Regions from separate parts of the Gossypium hirsutum genome. Here regions 1 and 2 are each linked to region 3. Evidence: chromatin contacts called from public Hi-C data. All regions are on one chromosome and are shown on one strand. The core of a region is the stretch at or near the end of the contact, and the rest is flanking DNA. Distances in the headings are between cores, read along the strand shown.

Region 1 (3,844 bases), core at 878-3,377, 270 kb before region 3:
ACAGAGATTTAATTTAATGGGTGTAGGAATTGTCGTTGCAACAACTTACAATTTTCAAGGTTTAATGTAAGCACATGAGATATGATTAATGCATATGTGTGTCGCAATTTTTTTTAGAATTAGGAGTAAATTGACACAATGTATAAATGTTGAGGGTTAAAGTTTCTATCATGCAAATTCTAAAAGCTACCACCATTAGTCAATTGGTGACCAAAAGTGACGAACACTAATAGTTGGGTGACCATTTTGTAATTGTTCATAGTTGAGTGACTACTAGTGTAGTTTACCCTAAAAAAAGTTAATGTGACAAAATTTAGAAACGAAAAAGGGAATTGAGACTAGTGATGATAATGAGGCGGGGCAGGGCGCATTTTTGCCCACCTCAACCTTGAACCGAAGTTCTACTCCCGTCCTTCAACTCCTACTTGACCTTGAGGTTACCCGACACAATCCGAATTTTATTTCATGTTATTGCTTCAAATTAACCAATTCTTTGGTTGTATTGATTATAAAATAGTTGACTTAAATAATATGCTGAGTTCCTTTTTTATGAAACAATGTATTGACAACGTAATGAATTGCAAACAAATTTTGATTTGCTTACTTGATAATATAAATTATGTATATTAGCTACTTTGCTAAATCATATTGTATTGAGGCTTATTGGAGCTATTAGTTGTGAGTTTATATAGTGTAGAAACGAAGCAAATACAAAATTTGGATGAGGACACATATCAATATTGCAATTTCAAGTTTCAACTATCATTACTTTAGTGTACTCGCTAACAACCATCACCAGGAATCATTTAGTGGCGGGATGGGTTGAGTTTTGTTAGAGAAAACTTGGCATTGAATGTTAACACGAAAATGACTCTTTTCATTCTATCATTTTCAATAAGATAAAAAATTGAGAGCAAAACAGCAATGGGTAATGCTAGCTTTAGGATTTTGCGGTCCATATACTCAAGGGCAGCGCCCCGTCACCACAAATCATGCTTCTTAATCTTCTTTTTTATTTAGTACATGTTTTTAAACTTTTTAAGTAGAGTAAATAATTGATAAGTGTTTTATATAAGTATAATAAAATATTAAAAATATATATATAATAATTTAAAATATATATATATCAAATACTCATCATTTTTGTTTTTGTTTACTTTTTTTTCTAAATACAATCATTTATAGTTTTGTTATTAATTGGTAAGCATTTATATTAAGAAAAGTTTTTTCTATTATAAAAATTAACCACCTCCGATTTTATTAAGACTGAAAATTTTATGCTGCATGTGTATTGGAACCCAAAAATTTAGAATATAGATGTGTGTTCAAAAGTAACATACAATAAATAATGAAACGTATGGTTTGAATCTAATTAATTATAATAATATATGAAATATGTATGATTTTAAAATAAAAATTAGATTAAATTGAGATTAAAACAAAATTTAAACACATAAACATATTATATTAACAATACTAAATGCACTACAATTATTTTTCATAGTGTGATCATCAATTATGAGTTAGAGTTGAGTTGACTTGTGACATATTACTAAATTTTATATTACTAATATTACCAATATCAATACCAATACCAAATTTTAGCACACCCAACGAAAATATTTTATATTAATATAAATATAATGACAAATGATTATTAATGGAGTGACAAAGAATTTTTTATATGAATTTGTTAGTCTTGTGTTCAATTCTCAATTGAATTTTCAATTGTTTTATTTGAAGGTTATATTAAAGTATGAAAAGATGAAAACACCTTATAATAATATTCATTACCCTTCAAAGTAAGGGTATTTTAATAATTTCATAGTTAAGTTAATATCACCGTCAATCAATATTTTACACTATTATTTATTTAAAAAGATATTTTTATAATATTTCTTACATAATTAATATTTTATTAACTCGTAACATCTATTATAATTTTTTTAATGAAATTATAAGATAAACTGGATGATGATTTCAATAAATTTATTTTTTAAAAATTTTGATCATGTGGTTACCTTATTAATTGACATTGACATGCAAAGATAAACCATTTTAACTTTTTAAATTATTATATTTTCATTTAATTTATGCAAAATGTTATTATCATGTTTAGAAATGGAAAGGGTGTACCACTCTATTGTTTCTACCCGTATTAATTATGTTACAGCCCAAAACTGCAATAATTTGAAGATGGCTGAAGAGCAGAAGAAGGAAGAGGAAGTCGCCATCCATGGAGATGTCTTAGAAACAATTTTGTCTTACGTGCCTCTCATCAATCTTCTCCCAGCCTGCTTCGTCTCCAAGACCTGGAACGCCGCCGTTTCCTCCTCCCTTAGTCGCTTCAACAAGCCCAAACCATGGCTCCTGGTCCACACTCAGAGCATCCGCCGCCCACACGCCACCGCTTTCTTCGCTTACGATCCCCGCTCCGACATCTGGCTCCGAATCAACCAAAAGCAGCCCCCTCAACACGTTTCACCCCTACGTTCTTCCAATTCCACCCTCCTCCACGTCCTTCACCCTTCCAACTTCTCCTTCTCCATTGACCCTTTCCATCTGACGTGGCACCACGTGAACCCACCCGCAGTCTGGCGACTCGATCCCATCGTCGCTATGGTTGGTCCCCGTATCGTCGTCGCCGGCGGAGCTTGCGACTTCGAGGACGACCCTTTGGCGGTCGAAATCTACGACATCAGCACTCGTACGTGGGAAAGGACCGAGTCCATGCCTGCCACGCTTAAAGACTCAGCTTCCTCAACGTGGCTTTCCATTGCTGCTAATACTAGAACAGTTTTCATGATGGAGCAGTCAACCGGAGTCACCCACAGTTTTAATCCCGATTCGAAGACCTGGTACGGACCCTTCGATCTCCGTCCGGATCGGAGCATTTACTTTTCGGTGATAACTTGTGTTGGGGGCAACTTGATCATGCTGGGTCTGCTTGGAGATGCCGAGGATGTAAACTATGTAAAAGTGTGGGAACTAAACGGGGAGTCATTGGAGTTTGGAAAAGAAATCGGGGTGATGCCGACGGAGTTGGTGGAGAAGCTGAAAGGAGAGGGAACAAGCTTGAATTCGGTAAGAGTAAGTTGTATGGGTGGTTTTTTCTATATATATATAATCCTGGGGAGCCTGGGGAATTGGTAGCGTTGGAAGTTGGGGAAGAAGGGTGGTGTCGGTGGGGAAGTTTGAAGAATGCGGCGGTGGGTGATCGGAGCAGAGTGGCAGAAAGGGTGGTGCTTACGTGCTCAGACGTGGGGTTGGGTGAAATAGCTAAATTGGTGGGGTCGGGTAATGAAATATTCACTCTCCTTAAAAGTTAAGTAGTGGGATTTGCTTAATATTTTATCCTTGTTCACGGCGTTATTTGATGCGTGTCAGTGTGTGCTTAATTTGATGTGTATTTTTTACCCGTATTTGGACAGTACATAATCCATATTAAACCTGGATGAAAACGCCCTATTCTATTTTGACTCTTGTCCCCTTTCTTTCCTTTTACTTTTTGTCATGGTCTGAAATTTTGATATAAGTTGTAATATTATTTGAATTCTAAATCTTATACCAAAATGTTTATTATAAAAGTAATTTATATCTTATAGTATATAAAAATCAACTTATATAATTAAAATTGTTATAGTAACTTATTTAAAGAAAATAACTTCTAAAATTATATTATTTAAAAAAAAATACTAGAAAAATTATTGTACAAATATTATAAATTTTACATTATTTTTTTGACTTTTATGTATTATAAAAATAATATAACATAGCATTTTTTTTTCAAATTAAGTTTATTTAAGTTTTTATAATTAAATCTACAAATAATTTGGACTGCAAA
Region 2 (3,751 bases), core at 52-2,551, 320 kb before region 3:
CTAATCTATAACCCTTAAAAGAGTAAATCTCTAAACCCTAAAAACCCTAAATACTAAACTATATCCCTTAAAACCCTAAACCCTCTCACTTCCAAGATTCACCCCACCCACCGGCCTTCCAGTCAATATCCTGTAATCCCCTCTATCATTTTCCCCATTTTTCTTGATTTTTATTTCCCCCTTTTTTCCTCTTAGGATCCCTAAAGTATTATCACCCATTCCTAAATTTGACATCCCAAATCCTTAATGATTTTTCCCCGATTTGAAATCCCCAAGATCCACCCCTCCCACCGGCCTTCCAGTCAATACCCCGTAATTATTTTTGGTATATGACTAATTATTTTTTAATTTATATGTTAAATATTTTCTTATATAATTGTAAAAGAGATAGTATTAATTTTAAAATATTAAATTAATTATCATTATAGTTTAGGGTTTACGGTATATGGTTAATGGTTGAATGTTTATGAGTTACTATTTTAAGGTTTAGGGATTATGATTTAAGTGTGGTTTAAGGATGGGGTTTAAGGTTTAGGTGTTAGGGGTTATAGGTTAAGGGTTAGGGGTTCATGATTTAGTGTTTATGTTTTAGGATTTATGGTTTAGGGATTAGAAGTTTAGGGTTTAGATTAATTAGTATTTTTTAATTTATATGATAAATATTTTCTTATATAATTATAAAAGAGAGTATTAATTTTAAATTATTGAGTTAATTATATTTATAGTTTAGGGTTTAGGGTTTAAGACTTATGGTTTAGGGTTTAGTTTTTAGTGTTTAGGGATAAATATGGGATCAAGGTGCAATTGTATATATGAACTTTAATTTAATCTAGTTCTTATAAATTATTAACACAATTATTGTTATAACATCATTTTATATTTATATATTGCATACATAAATATTTATATTTATTCAATATAAAAATATATTGATGTATTTATTTTTAAAATCTCTATGATTAAATCAAAATAAAAAACTTAAAAATTTAATATTTAAAATTTAAAATTTTAGTCCATATTTCAGTTAAAAAGTTCAATATTCAAAATTTAAAAAAATCCAAAAAATGATAATCTCAACACAAAAATTTTGAAAGAAAAAAATAGAAAAAAATATGTTAAAAATAAAAAAATTTAAAATTGAGCAATAGTGGCGTTTTTAGGTAAAACGCCGCAAAAGTTGAGCTATAGTGCCGTTTCTAGTGGGAACGCGGCAAAAAATCTGAGAGTTACTGGCGTTTTGTTAGAAAACGCCGCAAAAGGCCATTATTTTTTATAAAAAAAGGCAAAATCCGGCTAACCCAAAAATTATTTTTTGGTAACCCACTCGTTAACCAAATCCCCCAAATACAAGTTTGTACTTATTTCTTTTTCCCTTTTACTCTCAAAATTTGAATTCACCCACCATAGCTACTCCTTTTCTATCGATCTGTTAGGGTTTTGGAGAAACAAATAGATTTTGAAGAGAAGAAGAAGAAGAAGAAGAAGAAGAAGAAGAAGAAGAAGAAGAAGAAGAGGAAGAGGAAGAGAAGAGGGGGGAGGAGGAAGAAGAAGAGAGTGAAGATAAGGGACTAAAAAGGTCAAAGGTATAAGTAGAAAGGGGCGTTCTAGGAAATCTGGTTGAGATTTGGCTGAGAAGAAAGAGCCAGTGACGCCTAGTAGTGATAGGCCTACAAGGGAAAGGAAAGTCGTAGAAAAGGTATGCTTTCTTTTCTAGGGTTAAGGCATGGGTTCATCGCCTGCACCACTTCCGTCCAACGATGGTACTGTCGTTGATCAAGGAGTTGCTTTCATTCTCCTTTTACTTGCTCTGGCGATTACCTATCTCATCCATTGATGATCTTTTTTTTTATATTTTATTTTTATTGGTATATGAGCTATAAATGATCAAGTTGTATGTGATTAAGTCATGCAGTTATTTTTCCGGTGTTCGTATAGATGAGTTAGATTTGTAATTTGGAATAGCTACGTTGAACTGAAATTATTAAGATGGGGGATGTTAGGGCAGTTGATGTTGTAACCAAATGTTTGTGGAGCTAGATTTCCTCTATTGTATATTCTATCCATTGCAAAAAAAGAAATTAAAAGAGAAAGAGAAGGAAAACAGATGATTTCTATCTAGGCTGGTTTTGATTTTGCCTTCTTTCATCTTTGAGCATTCAAATTTATTGTCTTATGTCTTGATTTTTTTGATGCAATTTTGCAAATTAAATGGACTGTTTTGGGTGGCAACTAGCAAGGCAACAAATATAGTCACAATGATATAGTTGTAAGTTTAGCATTGGTGAAGTTTGAAGTAGAGTTCTCAATTGTATCAAGAATTTTTTTTTTTGGCTTTTTTGTCTTTTTTCTGATCATGTGCATCTTCTTAGATAACTTCAACTTCTTGATTTCTTTCTCTATGAAGAGCTTAAATTAATTAAAGTTGCATAACTCCAGTTAATCTTGGCCCTCTTTGTCTTTTCTCTTTGGTATCTAAACTAGTTATATTAACGTTTTTGTTTCTAGTATTTATAGCTTCTACTTTGGAATCAGAAATTATTGGTAGGAAGTGTTGAGAATTGGGGCTAATTTGGTGTAATATGCTTGTTTGACAGGTTTTGTGGTTTCTTTTGGAAGGCAGCCAGAATAGGTGGGTCTCTTTTTCTGCTTGGTTAACTTTTTTCTGGTTGCATTGAGAATTTGGAATAGTCATGTAGTGTCCTCCTGTTCTGAATCTTATTTGGACATATAATGTTTATCGTGTATGAAGCCTTTAAATTAGTTAATAATAAATATGATAGTGATTGGCTCAAAAATGCAGGATGATAATTATCTATGATTCTAAAATGATTCTGGAAATGAGACTAAAAGTGAAAGACAAAAATTTAGCTATATCATTTTTAAATAATCATATTGTATAGAGAACTTGTGCTTTGTTTTAGAATTAAAATCTCATAAAGTCGTGAATTAGAATAGGGTGGTAATGATATTTTGATTGGGAGGGAAAGGGATGACAATAATGATAAAGTTGAACAGTAGTCATGGGGTTTAGGCAGATTCTCAAGATTCTCTTGGATGATAGACAGATTCATGTGATACTTTTCTTTGAAATAGTATTGTTCATGGTCATTGAACTTTGTTGTTACTGCATGGCCTGCACTATTTATTTTTGATGCTGTAACTCATTTCAGTGGCTTTCAAGTTGTCAAAGAAAGCAAAGGTGATTGAGGGTTATATTGTCTTGTTGTTCCATGATGTATTTTTTATGTACTTACTGTATTACAGGAAAAATGGTGCATAACACAAGATAAGTGGATTAATAGTTCAAATGGTGAAGCTCGAGCGCGCAGTGCAGGTAAAAAACCGTTGCTTCTGAAGTTGCACAAGGGAGTTTCTAAGGTGGTCGCATTCGTGAAGCCATGACTGAAGCTTTTGTTGTTAAAGACCATTATGGTGAATGTAAGTATCCTTTCTTAATGATACTAATTTTTAAAAGTCAAGTAACTTAATATCTTGATTAATTTTTATTTATCAACAAGCCATATTGAATCATTTTTGTTTCGTTTTATATTTCCCTCCTTATGTTACTTTGCATCTGACCTTACCTAAGTTTAACATAAACTATAATATATTATCAATTTGTTGATTTAAAATCTTTTTACTCTCTTTCTTTAATAGATTTGGTTATATAATATATCAACCTATATAGCTTTAAAATATTGAACTAGTCAATCCTTGCCTTAACCAAACTACACCCTTTTTTAATCATTGA
Region 3 (4,375 bases), core at 279-2,778:
TTGTTCCCCTTGAGGAAGAAAAAGGAATTATTTGATTTCTGTTTGACTTAGGTTGTCAAGGGACTTGGAGAAACTCTTGTTGGAGCTTATCCAGGTCGTGCTTTGAGTTTTGTTTGCAAGAAAAACAATCTCAACTCTCCTCAGGTAAAACATGCCTACATATTTAATACTGGGTACAATTAACGAAGTAATGCAGAATAAGATTAACCATCAATACAATTCCCTTACCATCATATCATTGAAAAAATTATATTTGATCACAAAGCAACTAATCATATTCTCCACTAACGATTTCCGACATATTTCAGGTTTTGGGATATCCAAGCAAACCAATTGGTCTCTTCATAAGGCGTTCCATTATCTTCCGATCTGATTCTAATGGTGAAGATCTAGAAGGTTATGCAGGTGCTGGCCTTTATGACAGGTAATCTCCTTCCAAACTTCCTTGCAGAAAGCGTGCAGTGTGCTTATTATTTGATGTGTTTGATTTTTCCTTTTGTTGGGACTGTACTGTCCTTAAATGGAAAACTGTTCCATCTTCCGAATTGTTAGTGATCAATGTCTATTATTTTATTCTTCCGGAGATGCACATGAAGTGAACATTTACGGCTGAAGGAAGCAGGGTCCAATCTGCCTTATTGTTTTTCATGCAAAGGGCATGGTTAGATTTTTATGTAGTAACTGCTTTTCTAGAGCCTAGAGGAATCTCCAGATGGCCAATACTAACGCCACTAAAAGTCTAGCACTTGTTCTTGGTCTTGCAATTTGGTCTAACAAAGAAAGTTACTTATCATATGATCTTGTTCCCCTAATTCTTTTTAAAAGAAACTTTTGCACGGACGCTTAATAACACCAATCTTTTTTGTGCAGTGTGCCAATGGATGAAGAAGAGAAAGTGGTGGTTGATTACTCATCGGACCCGTTGATAAATGATGGCAAGTTTCAACAAGCAATCCTTTCTAGCATTGCTGGTGCAGGAAATGCCGTAGAGGAACTGTATGGATCTCCACAAGACATAGAAGGTGTGATCAGAGATGGGAAGGTGTATGTTGTCCAGACAAGACCCCAGATGTGATCCTCTCATTTGTTTCTTTTTAGTATAATAATTATATTCTTTGGGCAGTGTTTTTTTGCCTATGCCGACGTTGTAAAATGAGTAAAACATACAACACTGAAGAAGAGGTGAAAATGAAATAGAAACAAAATGTATAAAGAAAGAATAAATATTCTAAATCGCAGAACTAATAACTTGTTTGTACGTGTATGCATACATTATATGAAGATGTTTCCTGGGGTCCTATTCTATCTACTCTTAAATTTAGACCTTTTACTTCTTTTCTTTTAGTTGACAAGATTATTAGAGAAATTTTATTCTATTCAGATATTGGATTATTTAGTATTTTTAAAATTAAAAATTAGCTTATGATGGAAGGATTAAATTTTAAGTGGGGGAGGAGTACAGGGATTGGGAGAGCTAGACTGAGAATCGTCCGACTACCAGTTTTGGTCGGAGCAAAACGCAAGTTTTGTTCATGTGGGCCTAAACACATTCATTTGTAGTTAAATTAATCAAGGTATGATGCCAAGAAACAGCCCTATCATCTGCCCATCCTACTTGCGGGACAATGTTTTTACCCAACTTAATATTAAAATTATCCTAAAATATATAATTATTATTAATTTTTAAGGACATATAAATATTATATACACTCAATCATATATGATATCTTTTTTAATTTAATTTTATTTAAACTACTTAAAAATAATTGAAAATTTGGAAAAGAGAATGTCAACATGTTGAAACTATTTGCAGGAACAATATTAATCAAAAGTGAAATTTGAAAATATTGAAATCAATTGTTAAACATTAAAAAACTGATAAAAATTATAAAAATGACGAAAATAGAAAAACTGAAACCAGTCATCAAAAATTAAAAAGCCTAGAAAAATATTAGAAACTGGAATTTGGGATGATTAAATTAAAAAAAAACTAAAAGTTATTTGAAAATTATAAAATAAGAAAACATGTTTATTTATTTATTAAAATTTTTAAAATTTTTACTAATTTAATTAAAGTTAAGTTAGAGAAAATACTAAGTATGGTGAAGTGTATAATGATAAATTTACATTTTTAAAAGTTGATGTGAAATTATTTGACTGGTGCTTAAAATTTCTAGTTGTTAAGATCATCTAAATATAATTTATTTTTTTATAAATGATAATAATGTTAAAAAATTATACAAATTTAATAAAAAATAATTTTTTTTCAAGTTATTAAAATTTGAAATTATAAATATAGTTTTAAATTATTAAATTCTTTTTCAATTATTATCATTATACATAATTAATAAATTTTATTCAAACATAATTTTTTATTATTCTGAGCAAATATAACTTATTTTGGTCTAAATTTAGTAACAAATAAATTAATCTATTAAAGGTATGGACTTAATTTAACATGCTAATTGCATAATCAACAAAATGTGACGGACCAAATCTGGGATTAGCCCATTATCCATTCCTCCAAGGTGTCATTATGCCAATATCCATAGACACTCTTTTTATGCATAGGTATATAGATTTGAGAGTTTAGTTGAAGATATTAAATTAATAATTATATTATTTCCAAAATTAACTGTTTGAAAAAGGTCTCGTTGGCTCCAATTAACTTTAATTTTTAAAATAAAATTGTATTGAGAAATAATTAAAAATAACATGTTTTGACGATTTTCAGTCCAAATTATTTGACGATTCCTTGATTTTTGTCTGTTAGATATTAGTCCTGTAGGTCCATTTGAATGGGCGCTAAGTTTTAGTGAGGTTAAAAACGAAAAATAGTCTGCTCTTGGTAGCACGTCCTCTGTCTGCTCTTGGTAGCATTTTTGGTTTTATTTTGTCTTTTAGTATTCTTGTGCTTGTTTTTTTTTTTTGAAGTTTTGTTTTGTCTTTTTAAAGTTTTTTTTTTACGTTAGTTATGGAGAGAAGACAAGATAGAGAAGGAAATGGAAGGCTTAAATCTTGAAGATGAAGAAGATATTGAAATTTCGTTGCTAATAGATCGGGAGGCACAAAAATCGACTTACGAGTTCTGTTTGGTTGGTTGTTTATTAACATCAAGTATTGTTTATTTCCTAGCTATGAAAAATACTACGGTAAATCTTTGGCATCCCTTAACGGGAGTACTGATCTCAGATTTTGGAGAAAAAATGTTTCTTTTCAAGTTTTTCCATGAGATGGATATCAAGTGTGTAATGGAAGGGGCCCATGGACTTTCAATAATCACTTGTTGATTTATCATCGTTTAGAGAAAATGAAAACCCGATGCAAGTTCCTCTGGTATTTTCACCTTTACGAGTTCAGGTTAATGATCTTCCCCTTGGTTTCTTTCCAGAAAGTGTGGCAAACCAAATGGGGAATTTTGTTGGATGTTTTGTGGAGTACAATGCGAAACCTCTGAGTAGAGGATTCATGAGTTTCTTGCGTTTTAGAGTAGATATGGATATCAGGAAGCCATTGAAAAGAAAAAAGAAGATCATGTTATCCTCATCAAATTCAACTTATGTCTCCTTTTGATATGAGAGGCTGACTTTATTTCATTTTCTCTGCGAGCGATTGGGACATAATGATAAATTTTGCCTTGTCCGATTAACAAAGGGGGACGAGGTTTTGGAGTTGGGATAGAACTCAAATCTGAAAGCACAATCTAGAAGAGTTGTGGTTGAGAATAGCGTCTGGTTTAGGAGGTAAGGGATGACGAATTTTGGGAAAAAAATCTAACAAGCCATCATTTGGGGAGAAATCAAGGAGAGAATGTTAGGAGAGATTTAAAGAAGAAAATAAATCCAATCTTGGGATTTAATTTGGAGGGATTTACTAAAAAAAATATAAATGAATTCTATAGGATCTTCCAATGGTGTAGGCCAATTTGAAATGGACCATGATATTGAGGAAAGCCCTATTGCACAGTTGGATGGAAAGAAAATGCATAGCATAGTCTTTTTGGACTCTAGCATTTTAGGAATGGAAGATTCGATGGGTACCGCGAATGAGCAAAATAATGTTTGTTCCCTTACCGGAAACCATGAAAATGATAAGTTAGAACGTTAGCGAATTGGGGAGTACACGAGCGATTCGAAGACTTCGGCACATGTTGGAGATATACAATCCCCAAATTGTCTTCTTAATGGAGACTAAGTTGAATAGTGATCTAATGGAGAAGGTCCAAAAGCGATGTGGATTTTCTAATGGAATTGATGTTTCAACAAATGAAACAAGAGGTGGGTTTGGTTTAGCTTGGAACGAAAATGAATTGGTCCAGCTATGAAGTTATCCTCAAAATCACATTGATGCTGAAACTTTGATGGATGATAATGGT

Evidence for each region. Hi-C and Micro-C count contacts between places; a contact is called where the count stands out from the background.
Region 1: a Hi-C map of leaf shows a contact between it and region 3, with 1.7 times the contacts expected there. The contact joins the promoter of LOC107916592 here to the enhancer-like site in region 3. A contact is called at or near these places in 3 of 34 Hi-C or Micro-C datasets (callus and leaf).
Region 2: a Hi-C map of leaf shows a contact between it and region 3, with 1.8 times the contacts expected there. The contact joins the promoter of LOC107916583 here to the enhancer-like site in region 3. A contact is called at or near these places in 4 of 34 Hi-C or Micro-C datasets (hypocotyl and leaf).

Annotation. Positions count from the first base shown.
Region 1 is chrA01:101,050,408-101,054,251 of Gossypium_hirsutum_v2.1, reverse strand. It overlaps LOC107916592 (F-box/kelch-repeat protein At1g23390), which reads left to right and starts at 2,127. Exons shown (of 1, transcript XM_016845880.1): 1 at 2,127-3,479. The coding sequence starts at 2,197. The coding sequence ends at 3,153.
Region 2 is chrA01:101,099,734-101,103,484 of Gossypium_hirsutum_v2.1, reverse strand. LOC107916583 (protein SAR DEFICIENT 1) reads left to right here and starts at 1,301. Exons shown (of 4, transcript XR_005925758.1): 1 at 1,301-1,696; 2 at 2,595-2,629; 3 at 3,265-3,438.
Region 3 is chrA01:100,776,269-100,780,643 of Gossypium_hirsutum_v2.1, reverse strand. LOC107916586 (alpha-glucan water dikinase, chloroplastic) reads left to right here. Exons shown (of 36, transcript XM_016845865.2): 34 at 52-144; 35 at 309-424; 36 at 871-1,298. The coding sequence ends at 1,075. Among protein-coding and RNA genes, the nearest start is that of LOC107916586, 15 kb to the left of the region's middle. Within about 2 kb of position 1,528, at least 2 of the 9 cell types and tissues checked have an H3K27ac peak or open chromatin away from gene starts, as enhancers often do. A contact at or near this core is called in leaf, where this site is marked.